2 separate regions of the Danio rerio genome follow, and region 1 is linked to region 2. Evidence: chromatin contacts called from public Micro-C data. All regions are on one chromosome and are shown on one strand. Each heading gives the region's core, a stretch centred on a gene start, on an enhancer-like site or on the middle of the called end of the contact. The rest is flanking DNA. Distances are from core to core; before and after follow the strand shown.

Evidence for each region. A called contact is a pair of places that touch in the nucleus more often than the background predicts.
Region 1: a contact with region 2 is called in a Micro-C map of caudal fin, with 5 times the contacts expected there. The contact joins two enhancer-like sites. A contact is called at or near these places in 3 of 18 Hi-C or Micro-C datasets (caudal fin, embryo and hematopoietic stem cells) and 1 of 4 datasets of contacts at active chromatin or transcription factors (caudal fin).

Annotation. Positions count from the first base shown.
Region 1 is chr24:32,291,534-32,299,201 of GRCz12tu, reverse strand. No RefSeq gene overlaps it. Among named protein-coding and RNA genes, the nearest start is that of bcl2a, 110 kb to the left of the region's middle. Within about 2 kb of position 6,096, at least 35 of the 62 cell types and tissues checked have an H3K27ac peak or open chromatin away from gene starts, as enhancers often do.
Region 2 is chr24:31,910,338-31,917,016 of GRCz12tu, reverse strand. hs6st1b (heparan sulfate 6-O-sulfotransferase 1b) reads left to right here. Exons shown (of 2, transcript NM_001080203.1): 2 at 6,391-6,679. Among named protein-coding and RNA genes, the nearest start is that of hs6st1b, 94 kb to the left of the region's middle. Within about 2 kb of position 4,311, at least 6 of the 62 cell types and tissues checked have an H3K27ac peak or open chromatin away from gene starts, as enhancers often do.

The DNA.
Region 1 (7,668 bases), core at 4,847-7,346, 380 kb before region 2:
AAGCATCGCAAAATTGCTTACCAGGAATCGACTAATGCTTCAATACTGAAAAGATGTCCCTTGACGAATAAAGAGTCTAGCTTATTAAAATACAGCAATTTAATAAGACATTATATATTCAGTTAAAGTCAGAATTATTAGCCTTCCTGAATTATTAGCCCTGCTAAATATATATTTACCCATTTTAATGTAAATATTTTTCAACACATTTCTAAACAATTTAATAACTAATTTCTAATAAATGATTTATTTTATCTTTGCCATCATGACAGTACACAACATTTTACTCTATATTTTCTAGTATTCAGCGACATTGAAAGGATTAACTAGGGTAATTAGGCAAATCATCTTATAGTGATGGTCAGTTTTGGGGAAGGTTACTTTTGAAATTACTGCATTACAATATTGAGTTACTCCCCCCCAAAAGCCACAAGTTCTGTTACTTAGTTACTTTTCTATGGTAAGTAATGCATCACATTACTTTTGAGTTAATTTTTATTACCTGGCTGAGGCTTGATCTCTTTCAGAACTTGTTTTTTTTTTTCATTCTTTCTTTTTTTTTAAATATAGGAGCTCTGCAATCAACAATGCACTGTATAACCTACGTTTACATAAAACAACCCAAAACAAAACACAAATATAAAAAAATAGTTAAGGAGAATGTTATCTGAGAAATTCCTGACCCCAGAGTTTTACATGCCGTATATATTGAAAGTTTACAGCAATGTGTTTGCTACTATTTGAGTAAAATCACTGCCCAATGAGAAAATCCGCTTTTCCTTTTCTTTGATGCGTTCAAAATATTAAACACATTTTTTCATTGACTGCATGATTCAATGTGACTATTTTTTATTCAGCAATTTATTTTTTGGAAGCTGATTAATTAAACTAAAAAGTAACTTGCATTACATTTCCAAAAATGTAACTTATTTTTTAAAAGTAATGTGTTACTTGTTACAAAAGTAATATTATTACATAGCTCGCATTACCTGTAATAACTTACCTCAATAATGGTGATGGTTTGTTTTGTAGACAATCAAAAATATATAGCTTACTTCTCCAGTTGCCTCTGTGCTTACTAATAAATGGAGGTCTAAAACCTTTCCCTTATCAAGGGGCACTCGGCAGGGGTGCCCACTTAGCCCCCTTTTATTTACAATCGCAATAGAGCCACTGTCTATAACATTAAAATCTATACCTGCTTTTCATGGAATAGTTAGGTGGGGGGTCGAACACAAGCTCTCATTATATGCTGATGACCTACTTCTCTACATCTCAGATCCTCTGTCATGCATCATGTCAAAGCCTTTTTTAAAACATTAGAAAAACTTATCTCAAGTTTTTTATGGGATGGAAAGACTCCTAAGATCCGGAAGGAGTTCCTTGAGAAAAATAAGGGTGATGGAGGTTTAGCTCTTCCTAATTTTTTATTATATTATTGGGCAGCTAATGTTCAAAAAATTGTTTATTGGATGTGCTCACCAGGTAGCAACGATTGGCGCGAAACAGAATCCAGATCATGCACAGCAACCTCCTTACATGCCCTGGCGACATCTAGTTTACCCATTAAAACCACACAACACACACAAAATCCAATTGTCTGCTGCACTGATAAAATATGGTCTCAGTTACGTCAACATCTCAAATTAAGACAAGCCCTTATGCTTCAGAGCCCAATATGCAACAATCATGCATTCCTCCACGCCATATTAGACCTTGGGTTTAAACGTTGGCAAGATAAAGGCATTGTGCAGTTTGGAAACCTTTACATTGATGGTGTCTTTGCAAGTTTTAATGATCTCCGCTCCAAATTTAATCTGAACCATAATGACCTCTTCCGTTACTTTCAGATACGCCATTTTGTGAGTGCTCAAAGCCCAACATTTCCTAGTATTCCTTCAAAGTCCTCTGTTGATTCTCTGTTAGAAACACACTCTTATCTACAAGGTTTTATTTCTAGAACATACACAATTCTTATGTCTTTGAAAATTGTAAGTACAGAAAAGATTAAAATTAGGTGGGAAAAAGAACTGGGAGTAGCACTTTCAGAGGAATCTTGGAGCAATGCTCTAAGTAGGGTGAACGGTAGCACTTCTTGTGCTCACCTAGGTTTAATACAATTTAAAGTGTTACACCGAATACATCTAAGTAGATCTCGGATAGCCTCTTTTAACTCTACTTTTGACAAGACCTGTATAAGATGTCACACAGGCGTAGCAGACCTGTCTCATATGTTTTGGACGTGCCCTAAGCTTAATCCTTACTGGTCAACTATATTTAATACATTGTCTAAAGTGTGTGAAGTACAGCTTAGGCCATGTGCAGAATTTGCTTTGTTTGGCATTCCACCTGACGAACTGAGTCTGACTCAAAGACAACAAAACACAATAGCCTTTGCATCTTTGCTGGCTCGCAGACAAATTTTACTGCACTGGAAATCTTTAAATCCACCTAAAGCATCACGCTTCAAGATCTGATGTTATATTTACACTTGGAAAAAATTAAATATTCAATTAGAGGCTCTAGCAAATTCTCATATGTATGGCAACCATTATTAACATATTTCTCTGCTATAAGTGTACTTCCTGGGGAATAATGTGACTTTCTTGTATGTAACTGGAATCTTTTTTCTGTAATCCCTTTGTCCTTTCTTTCTCTGTCCAGAATCTCAAGCTTCTTCTATGTTAACTTACCATTGTAAGATAGCACAGCCTTATCCCTCATTGACTCACCCATTACTGTTGTCATTCTATTTCTATATGTATTTATAATTATTTTATTTATTTATGTATGTATTTATTTATTTATTTTTTATTTATTTATTTTTATTTTTTATTTTTAAAAGATTTGGCAGCCCTTTTTTAAATTTTTTAAAAATTCATTATTATTTTTTTTATAATTACTTTTCCTTTAATTTTTATTTATTTATTTATTTTTATCGTTCTTTAGGCAGTGTATTTAGGGGTGGTTAAAGTGGGTTTTATATGTATAAAAATGTCAATTTTCTGTACAAATAATGTAACTTGTTCTTGGCATAAAAAAAATAAAGGAAAAAAAAATATATAGCTTAAAGGGGCTACTAATATTGACCTTTAAATGGTTTAAAAAAATAATAATTTATTGTAGCCGAAATAAAACAAATAAATCTTTCTCCTGAAGAAAAAATGTTATAGGAAATACTGTGGAAAATTCCTTGGTCTGTTCAACAAAATTTTGGGAAAATTTTTTTTTTTTTTAAATATATATATATATATATATATATATATATATATATATATATATATATATATATATATATATATATATATATATATATATATATATATATAAACTTGATCACAATGTTATGACAGTTATAATTGGTGTAAATACAATTATATTTCTCAAAATACATACTGCAATAATTTATTATTCCATATTTTTTATCAATATCATTATTATTAAAACATGCAACAGAGCAAATCTATTTTAGATTGTATTTTCTTAATTACATTTAAAAAAAATCTGACAAAAAGTAAATGAACCACTTTTACTATAAAATAAACAAACAAACAAAGAGTGACATGGTGGCTCAGTGGTTAGCACTGTCTCCTCACAGCAAGAATGTCACTGGTTCGAGTCCCAGCTGGGTCAATTGGGGTTTCTCTGTGGAGTTAGCATGTCCTCCTCGTGCTGGCGTGGGTTTCCTATGGGTGTCTTGGTGTCCCCCTCTAAAGACATGCGTTATACTGTAGGTGAATTGAATAAAACTAAATTGTATGGAGTGTATGTGTGTGAATGCATGTGTATGGATGTTTCCCAGTACTCAGCTCATTAGGGCATCCGCTGTGTAAAACATATGTTGGATAAGATGTCTGTTCATTCTGTGTGGCGACCCCTGATTAATAAAGGGACTAAGCTGAAGGACAATGAATGAATGAATAAACAAACAAAACATTGACATTTCCATTAAAGTATAGTTCATACATAAATAAATATGAACTCACTATTTGCTCACTGTCAAGCAGCTCCAAACCTTTATGACTTTCCTATTTTTCTGTTGAACATAGAAGCAGTGGCGCCCCCAGAAAATTTTCTTAGGGGTTGCCAGAAGAGGCCGCACCAAATCTTGGGGTGGCACACAAAAAAATAATGAATTAAGTGTAATGTTATATTTTTGTTTCTGGTAAATGAAATAATGTAGTTTTTATTCATTTAATAAATTTTTCTTGAAATATTGCAATTTATTCCTTGAAATAATTCAGGAAGTACATGTGCAAACCAAATAAAAATCTATGTTTAGTTTAAAAACACTTTTCATATATATATATATATATATATATATATATATATATATATATATATATATATATATATATATATATATATATACACACATACTGTATAAATAAGTTTATTATTCCAAGAGATGGGTTGCAGCTGAAAGGGCATCCACTGTGTAAAAATGTGCTAGATAAGTTGGCAGTTTGTTCCACTGTGGCGACCCTGGATTAATAAAGGGACTAAGCCGAAAAGAAAATGAATGAAAGAATAATGAGTTTATTAATAACCCAAACAAATGAACAAACTGAATGAAAGGCATTATTATATACACACTCACTACCTAATAATATCATTTATCCATATTGCTTTTTGAGCCATTTTATTATGCAGCTTCTTCTATTGATAAACTGTACCTTAAATATTAAATTGCCATTGCTGTCTATTGAAGGTGTGTGCGTGCTGTCAACGACGATCGGAGAGGGTAGTGGCGGTTCTAGTTTAAATGACACCCTGGGCGAACCACCCTATACACCCCCCACCTCCTTTGAATAGTTAGATTTGTTATTCAATAAATATAACAATTTATTTATATTTATTCTAAATAAGTACAATTAGTATTAAGTAAAGTAAAGAACCTTTATTGTCATTGTAGTAATACAACGAAATTTGTTTGGTAACTCACAGAATTGTATTAAAATACAATTAATATTAGTATTATTATACAATTATTATTTTAAATAAATAACATAAATCAATCCTAAATATTACTGGAAAACAACAACTGGAGTGATATGCCAAGATCACTTAAGAAACCTTTTGCATGAAAATTAATTATGACAATTCTAAAGAATACAAAAAATGTATTATAGAATTATCTGTGGTCTTAGACCATGGCTGAGAAATCATGTTATGAAGTCTTACCTCCCTGACTCATTATCCCTCCTTTCTTATTAGTGAAAGTAACATCATCATCATCATATTATATAAACTTTAGTCGACTTTCAAAACTCGCTGCGTGCCGACACCTCTGCACAAAAGCCTGTTACTCCGTTTCACGGCGCATGAGCGGCGCTTATTTTGTCGGCGTGTATGTAAACAACCAACCGGGTTTCACACAGGAGTGCGTGAGGGGCGCGGGAATGGTTCTCTGCGCGCATGCGTCATTTTCCTTTTACCAGCATTCACCACTGAAACAGCACTAAGGGGGAGAGACAATGAATCAGCTACATCAATAACACCAACAATAATTTAGTGGCTGCATTTTATTTATTTAAATATTGGGAATTTATAAGTACATTTAAATCAATAATGTCAACAGCAAAATTATATTGGGGTGGCCACGGGTGGCCAGAGTTTACCGACGGGTGGCCGTGGCCACCCATGGCCACCCCTTGGGGGCGCCCCTGCATAGAAGAAGAAAGCTGAAAATCTGTAACCATTGAAATTCATTGCATTAGAAAATCAAATGTGGAAGTCAATGGCTACTTTTTAACATTTTTTCAAAGTATCCTCTTTGGTGTTCAACAACAACAACAACAACAACAACAACAAAAGAAACAAAAAGGATTGTGACAAGTGAAGGTTGAGTAAATTATTAGAATTTTTATTTTTGGCAGAACTATTTCTTAATAGATTTTCTGTTGTACAGATGTAGTTACAGAATATGAGCAAAACTGGTTACTGTTTTTTATATATATCTAGGATAAAAACACGTGTTTGCTGTTGGGATAAAACCGAATAATTATGGCTGCGTTTACCGTGCACGTGTGTGTTACTGCTGTCTAGAAAAAGAAACAAATTTCTGTATGCAGTTCACAGAATGGCCGCAAAGAGTCGCTAAAAACACGACTTGAAGAAACAACCATACACACTCAGTCACACTCACACTCGTACACTACGGCCAATTTAGTTCACCCAATTTACTTATAGTATATCGTATCGTATGTCTTTGGGATATAGGGAAAACCAACACGAACACGGGAGAACATGCAAACTCCACACAGAAATGCCAACTGGCCCCGCCGGGGCTCGTACCTGCAAGGCCACCGTGCTAACCACTGAGCCACCGTTCACTCTCATTAAGGATCTGTAAAACTAACGTTTAACAGTTTATTTTGTATAGTTAAAACAGTAAGCAAGTTGTCAGCGCTACGTTTGCAGTGCGCATGTGCAAGTTAATTTCTGCCTGTAGTTCACAGAACGGCCACAGGTGGTCGCCAATAACACGGTTGATTACCACTGAAATCTTTTTAACAGCGTCAGTTCACAGTAATGTGTCTGACAAAAGCAAATCAACTCATATTACGGAGGAGTTATACTAACGCCAAACCTAACATGTCCTGTCGACACTGCTGTTTCAAGGTCGAGGTTTATGAGAATGAAGAGGTGAGTAGATTACTGATAATGATTGTTTACACGTGCTCACAGCACCGATGCATCTTATTAGCACTTTCAACTCGGTGAAAATTACGTGTGGCTATGATGTAGATGAATTGTCCTCAGGGCATTACAATTATAGTCCTACCTAATACACACTTGGGTATCTGAATAATCAGACGTGACAAAGATAACGCTGTATAACACAAGCCAGTGAAAAATGAAATCGGAGTAGACCAACTTGGTAAAATTTGTTCACTTAAAGATGTTTATTAATTATGTGTTAAAGTAGTAGTCTACAGAAGCTAAATAAGCCCTTTTACACATAAATATTAGTCGAGTCTTTCTTGGCTTACCTGAAATAAATTCATTATGTTAATAAATCCTATTAAAAAATAATTATATTGTCAAATATATGTGTACAAATATAATAGCCTATAAAAGTATACAAAATAAGATTGACAGTTGTTGTTTTTTATTTTCACGAGTTTTCAAAGAATGAACCAGTAAAGGGGTGAATCTTTTTTAGTTTCTCCTAAAATAACAACATGAGCAGGCCCTTAGCCTGTGGACCGTTTTGCAGTTAATCAACTCATTTTCTATTTAGTTTTTAGAATTAATTACTTTTTAGTGACATCTTAAGCACTATTTTTAGCTGGATTAGCGATGGTGATCATAAAGACACTTTTTAATGTACCAAAATATTTCCTACAGATTTAGAATGAAGAAAAATTAATAGCTTCTTTTTAAAAAATACCTATTATTACATTGTATATAATTAGAAAAATTGGATTCTGTTAAAGTTTTTAATTTAAAACCGTAGTCTATCATCATTTATTAGGCAAATGACAAACTGACCAGAACATTCAACTTTGCTCGGTCAGAAGTTGGCTGTTTAGATAATAAAAAATAAAACATAATAATAATAAAAGAGCTTAATGATTTGTCTTGCCTCTCTTGTAAAAAAAAACATTTTTATTAAAATTTCAAGGATAACAGCAATAGCCAAATTAGTTTTCAGATTAATTT
Region 2 (6,679 bases), core at 3,062-5,561:
CCTTCTGAATGACTAGTGTGTGCATTTAAAAAAAAATACCTCAGAATTTAAATTATCACATACTTAATAACATATTTATTGTAATAATAACAATAAATAACAATACCCATTCCAGTGGAATATATATATGTCAGTCCTTCATCAATCCACATGCCCTTGTGGGGTCAGAAAAGGTTGTGTTTTCATTTGAAGCATAGAGAGAGTTTTGTGTGAGTACATCGAATTGTCAAAGATGCCTTTCTTTGTCCACTTTTTTTATATTGAGCTCTTACAGAATAATAGATTTTCTAGTGGACCATCTCCACAATGACAGACTAGAGTCATTCTGCACAGTCTGGTGGTTTTGCTCACAAAAAAGAGGGAATTTCAGTTCCACACACAAACTCAAAAGCAGAGAGTTGAAAATCGGCCGTCACACCCATTCCTGATAAAATAAAATTCATCGGAAATATTTACCTTACCTGTCCACGTCTGGTCATGTTTAGATGATTGCCAATGGTAGGGCTGGGCGATAAAATCAGTATCGATATTTATTGAACAAACACCATTTTCAATATTGATTAAAAAAAAAAAAGATTCAGTATGAAGGCTACTTTTCTGAATGTTACGAGTGCACCGCGATTCATGTAAATACAACTTACCAATCTTCTTTACACTTTATATAGAATACATACATTTCACTAGCATTAGACAAGTTACCTAAGACAAACACTGCACACCCAAACACTGCAGTGCTTTTTAGCACAAAGTCCATTGTTTCTGGTCAAGGAATCCACCCACTGCGCTTGTCAGTTCAGGTCAGAATAACAAAACATGCGAAAATGAGTCCCGTATAGCAGCAGTGAGGAGATTGTAAATAAAAAAAAAGCATGTGGAAGGATGTCACCAGAGTGGCTTTTTGGTTTCTTTTCTTGTGCATCCCAGCCACTAGCTCCACATCTGAAAGATTTTTGGCATAGGTGGTAATATAGTCATTAAACTTCACACTTTGTAATGTTTCGCATGTATTTGAATATTGATGGTTTGTTCATTTACTTAAAGCTCAGATTCGATTATCATAATTTGACACCTTACAGATGTTGATCTACATTTACCATTGCACACACTTTGTAACATTTTATTGATCAAGTTTAAGAGTCTCGTTAACACTTATGTTTATATTATTATGAAGAGATGAGATATTTTGCTTAAATATTTTTGTTTTTGACTATTTAAACTGTTTGCCTTAGTAATATTGGTAAATTAAAATAAGGTGGTTAAATAAATAAATCCTAATATTCCTAAATGTTTTGTTAAAAAATATTCAGTAGTTATCTTATTATATTAAATAATATAAAACTGATTTCGTGATTATTATTTTTGCAAAAGTCAAGGATATTAGTGCATTAAACCAATGGAGGTTTTAGGCCAAGGGTGTCAAACTCAATAGCTGGAGGGCTGCAGTCCTGCAGTTTTGTTCCAACCCTGCTTTAACACTCATATCTGTAGGTATCAAACAAGCTTAAAGCACTCAATTAGTTTGATCAGGAGTGTTAAATTAGAGTTGGAACTAAACTGTGCAGAGCTGCGGCCCTCTAGGAACTGAGTTTGGCACCTGTGTTGTAGGCTCTAGTGGGTTGAGGGAACCCTGTGACAGAATCAAATAAGGTTCTGCATTAATAATGCAGCAATGCTCTACTTCCCTAGTTTAAATGCACCACTGGGAGTGGAAGATCCCAAGAACGCAACACTTACAGACGAATGGCTTACCGAGTATGACTATGGCACAAGAGCATCTTGAGGCAAACTCACATTTTCTTTTTTTTCCTTTTTGGCACATCCTGTGTGTGTGCGTGGGTCTGAAAGAGGAAAAAGTGCCCCCACAGCTGTTTTGTGTCTGGGTCTGTCAGAATGGGTGACTGGTCTTTGTGCAGTCATCATATATTTGAGAGGCTGATTTGCATCTAGAGTCGTGTCAGACAGAGAGTTGTGACGGCTCCACTGTGAGCTGTCAGCCCAAGGAAAAGTCTTCCAGCATGCTCTGTCTTCAGCTCTGACCTTGAACTCCACACTCTCCAGTGGGCCGTTCACTCCGTCTCTCTCTAGAGCCACATTTCCTTTCCCATGTCTCAGTGGGAGAGAGCAGGGTTGTAACCTCAATAATGGGATTTTTAATGAAGTCGTGGATTGTTTTAATGTATTTGTTAAGTATGTTGTATTCAGCAGTGGAAAAGCATTCACTAAGAATGACTTTTAGAAAAAAGAAATGCAGACCCCCATTGGTGAATTCATGGTCTGTTTCCACTGAGTGGTATAGTTCGGTATGCTTTTATGGCTGTTTCCACTGTCAAAGGGTACCTAAAAGCATCCGTACTGTACCACTTTTTGGATACCATTTTCAAAGGCTACCTCCTGTAGCACAACAAAAGGGTACCAAAAGGCAGAGCAAGGCGCGCAGCTGAATGCTATTGGTTTACAGAGATACGTCACTGGTCACAGGAGCCAGGAGTATGAAAACAAAGGAAGCGCCAATTTTAAATACACAGCCGAGACATTACACTTTAATTATATATACATATAATAAATAATTAGTCATTTGGAGCCTAACAAACCTTGTCGTCATCTTGATGAACAGCCACAAAGCCAAGAAGAAGAGCAGAATCAACCCTGTGCCCCGTAGTTTTTACAAGGCTGTCTAAAGCGTGAGTGGTTTGACTTTCCTACATGCGCTCGCCGCGTGTCTATATTTGGAATAACGAACTTGAGCTGATGATAATAACAGGCGCTTGATTGTTGAAGTGCTTCTGACATCCAATCCTTTCATAAACTGTCAAGCTTGAGAGTGATGCATGAAAAAGCAAAGGAGAAGCCGGAAAAACAATGAAGCAAATGATTGTTTTAGCAACCTAAAACATAAACAAACTGCCACTATTATCATCACCTTTTGTACTATTATGAACTCAGAATGATGAAATAACATACTAACAAGAGGTTACATGTGCTGGTAAAGATTAAAGATACAGATGAGAGGTTTGCACTGATTGTAGGCTATATGTTGCGTGTTGTTTTTGAACCCAAATAAGGACTAAATATATGCTGTGTGTAGTTTTTCTGTTATTGGTTACATATCGGAGATTGTAAGGCTCTGTATGTGTTCATATATATTGCATTTATTTATTTATTTATTTTAAATAATCGCAGATGTTACAGTAGGCTATCATTGATCAGCAGTTATAATCAAATCATGTTCATAGAAAGGTTAGTAATGAACATATATATATACACAAGTATGTATGCATATAAAGCATATGTTTTGTGAGAATTAGCATTGGCACCCTTTTGGCAATAGGAACGCAAGCCTAATAAATGTGGCCCATACCGTGCTGTACCACTCAGTGGAAGCGGGCCTTTAGAAATGTGCTTCTAAGATGCCATTTCAAGTTTCATTGTTTTAAAGCATGAAAGACAGCCATCAAATCAAGGCCTAGTCTGTATTTTTACACAGCCTCATGATTAATCATGTTATTCAATCAGGCTATTCTGGGGTTATTTTGTTTTAAAAAAAAGATATTGTTTTACACATTTGTACTCTTGCTGACATTGAGGTTTTGTAGAACAAGAGGATTCAACAAATTCTTAAAACAACAGGCGCTAGATTCCAAAGCTTCCTGTTGACTTTGCCAAAGCAGCCTTGCACACACATTCTGAAATCTCTCCTCCCGAGCTGGCCTCAACTGGGCTTTAATTCAATTATGAAACACTTTTATAAAAGAGACGTGTGTTCAATAGCTTAATTTATGAGTCTGCACACTGCAACAGTCCAAAGTGGTGATATGACCCTCAGTTACTTTGTGAGGTGCCCCAAGTCTCAGTATTGGGTCCGTTCTCATTAATAATGTGGCTATTTCAGTGGGTGTTATTAGTATTGACCGGCCTTGCACAGAGCAGGCAGCCAGTTATTGGCTGGGATTTGGAACTGCCGTGTGTGCTGATGGGGCCCAGAGTTTAATCGCTGTGGAAACATGAGAGTTATTAAAACGGGAAGCCTTGGCACTGCAGAGGGATCTCGGGTGTCTCTCAGGCTCACTAATGATTATAAGCCTGCAGCTTTCTCACCCAGTAGTGAGAAAGGAACAATGAATGAACAAAAAGAGATTTGAAGATCCTGAAGTATCAATTTATTCTATTAGTGTATATGAGGAAGGGTAGAAAAACTTAACAAAAGTCAAAAAGTCACACTCTGATCTGATCAAAGTGCCTTCTTACTATTACAGGGAAGGTTTTGAAGTGCACACCACCATATCTGGTTTATAATGGGCTGATTAGTAAATGCACACTGCCACCATGTGGTCAGTAAGGCCACAGCATGTTCAGGGTGAGGGCATTTGAGAACAGTGTTGGCAGGATTTCTGTCTTTTGGCCAGAGGCAGCACCCGGTGATACCTTGGGAAGTGCCATATGGGTCGCCAGGAATGAATTTCTCAGATTTTGTATGTGATTTCAGGTTATTTTCAATATAATCAGCTCTTAGGCACTTTGGAGGAAATCTGTCTCTTTGGCACATTTAGTCACATGGGTGTTAGGAGGTAATGTAGGGTGAAGTGCAGCTGGAGCTTGTTGAATTGGTAACCGAGAGCTAAATCATACTGTCATCAGTTTGGTTGAGATTAATCTGTTGAAAACCACCTGCTGCTAGCTTGTTGGCAGCGCTTGGTCTTCCTCCCACTCCACAAATCCTGTGCTTGGTTCAAATGAAACTTGATTTTCCCTGTGGACTTGTGTCCCTGATGCATTCTTGAAGTGTTCTGGTAAAGATGCTTTTGTGTGTTTTTCATGATATGTCCCTATAGTGTGTGAGCATTGTGAAGTCTTCTCTTGAGGTGGTTTCATCACCATCTGTCTGCATTCACTTCAGAATAGCCTGTCTCGAAACAATTTTGAGCCATACCTGTTTTTTTGTTTTCTCAATTAGTTCAACTCTTTCACAACTGTTTTAGATCTATGGCATAAGACCAGTCATACCATGTCTTGCTAGCATATGTTATAAGATTTACATATTTAAATACTACTAGTGTTCCAAATATTTTGTGCATTTCTAATAAGTCCTCGTTCTTCATACATTAAGTTCCCTTGATCAAATCCAGACCAGGAATGTCCCTAGTTCCTTTTTTTCCATTTTGCATCCAGAATCATGTTTCAAGTTCCATCAATCAAAGGAAACTCTAAACATACAGGATGTGAAGTGGTGGGAAAGGATTAAGACATTGGTGCCCCATGGCAAGACTCTTGAGAAAAGGCATTTAATGAGTCATGGTTTACACCTGCTACAGCCCGTCTTTCAAAATGGTATTAATTGTAGGATACGCCAGTTGTACACCACTACACTGATTGCATTGTGTTGCTTATGGGTTCAATTTCCTAGGGATTCAACCTTTGTGGGTTGTTTCACAAGGGTACTTTCACACTAGCACTTTTGGTCAGCACCCGGGTTCGTCTGATGTCAAAGTACGGTACTTTTATTTAGAGCAGAGGAGTCCAAACTCGATCCTGGAGGGCCGGTGTCCTGGACAGTTTAGCTCCAATCCTAATTAAACGCACCTGAACCAGCTAATCAAGCTCTTACTAGGTATAATTGAAACTTCCTGGCAGGTGTGTTAAAGCAAGTTGGAGCTAAACTCAGCAGGACACCGACCCTTGTGGACCGAGTTTGGACACCTCTGATCTAGTGTGAAACAGTGTCTTCTGAACTCAAATGTGCACCTGTGAACCGTACCCGAGTCCACCTAAAATCGGTGGTATGGTTCTTGCGAACTCTAGTATGGTTCACTTCTGATGTGAATGCAATCATAAAAATTAACGGAAGTGAACCGCTAACTGTACAAAAATGTTTAGTTTTTATTACATTCATTCATGTGTGTGTGTGTGTCTGTGTATCACCTACCTTGGTGACAAGCGGGACTGATCCAGTGCAAACAGTGATAATGTCTGCTTGTCTCCACCAAAAATGACTTCTGCAGACATTGCGTGATGTTCTGAACGTTTTTAATATTTTTTTGTGGCAGATAGATGCAAGTGGCTCTCTGTATTTTGGTTTTGAAAACAAAACCACAAGTTTCAGTGAAAGCAGAATGACCATGATATGCGTAGGTCTCCATTTTGGTGCTTTACTTTTGTGGCCGTCACCTAGCAACAGCTGTACACAAAACAGAAGCTTGATGACGCAAGTGGTTCATAAGGAAAAAAGACAATGTTAACATAAACCCCTTCCGAGGGGGGACTATCAAACAGGCCTTCAAACCAAGAGTGAAAGCATGCTAAAACACTGAAAATCAGTGAGCTTAAATGTTAAATCTTGTCAATTATTAGTCAGTGTTGTGACTAATGACGTTTCTCTATCTTGTTTTCCCACAGAAAGTTCTACTACATCACTCTACTGAGGGACCCTGTTTCCCGCTACCTTAGTGAATGGAGGCACGTCCAGCGAGGGGCGACATGGAAGACGTCTTTGCACATGTGTGACGGACGGACACCCACACCTGAAGAGTTGCCGCCCTGCTACGAGGGCACAGACTGGTCAGGGTGCACCTTGCAGCAATTCATGGACTGCCCCTACAATCTAGCCAATAACCGCCAAGTGCGTATGCTTGCAGACCTTAGTCTGGTGGGCTGCTACAACCTTTCTACAGTCCCTGAGAAGAGG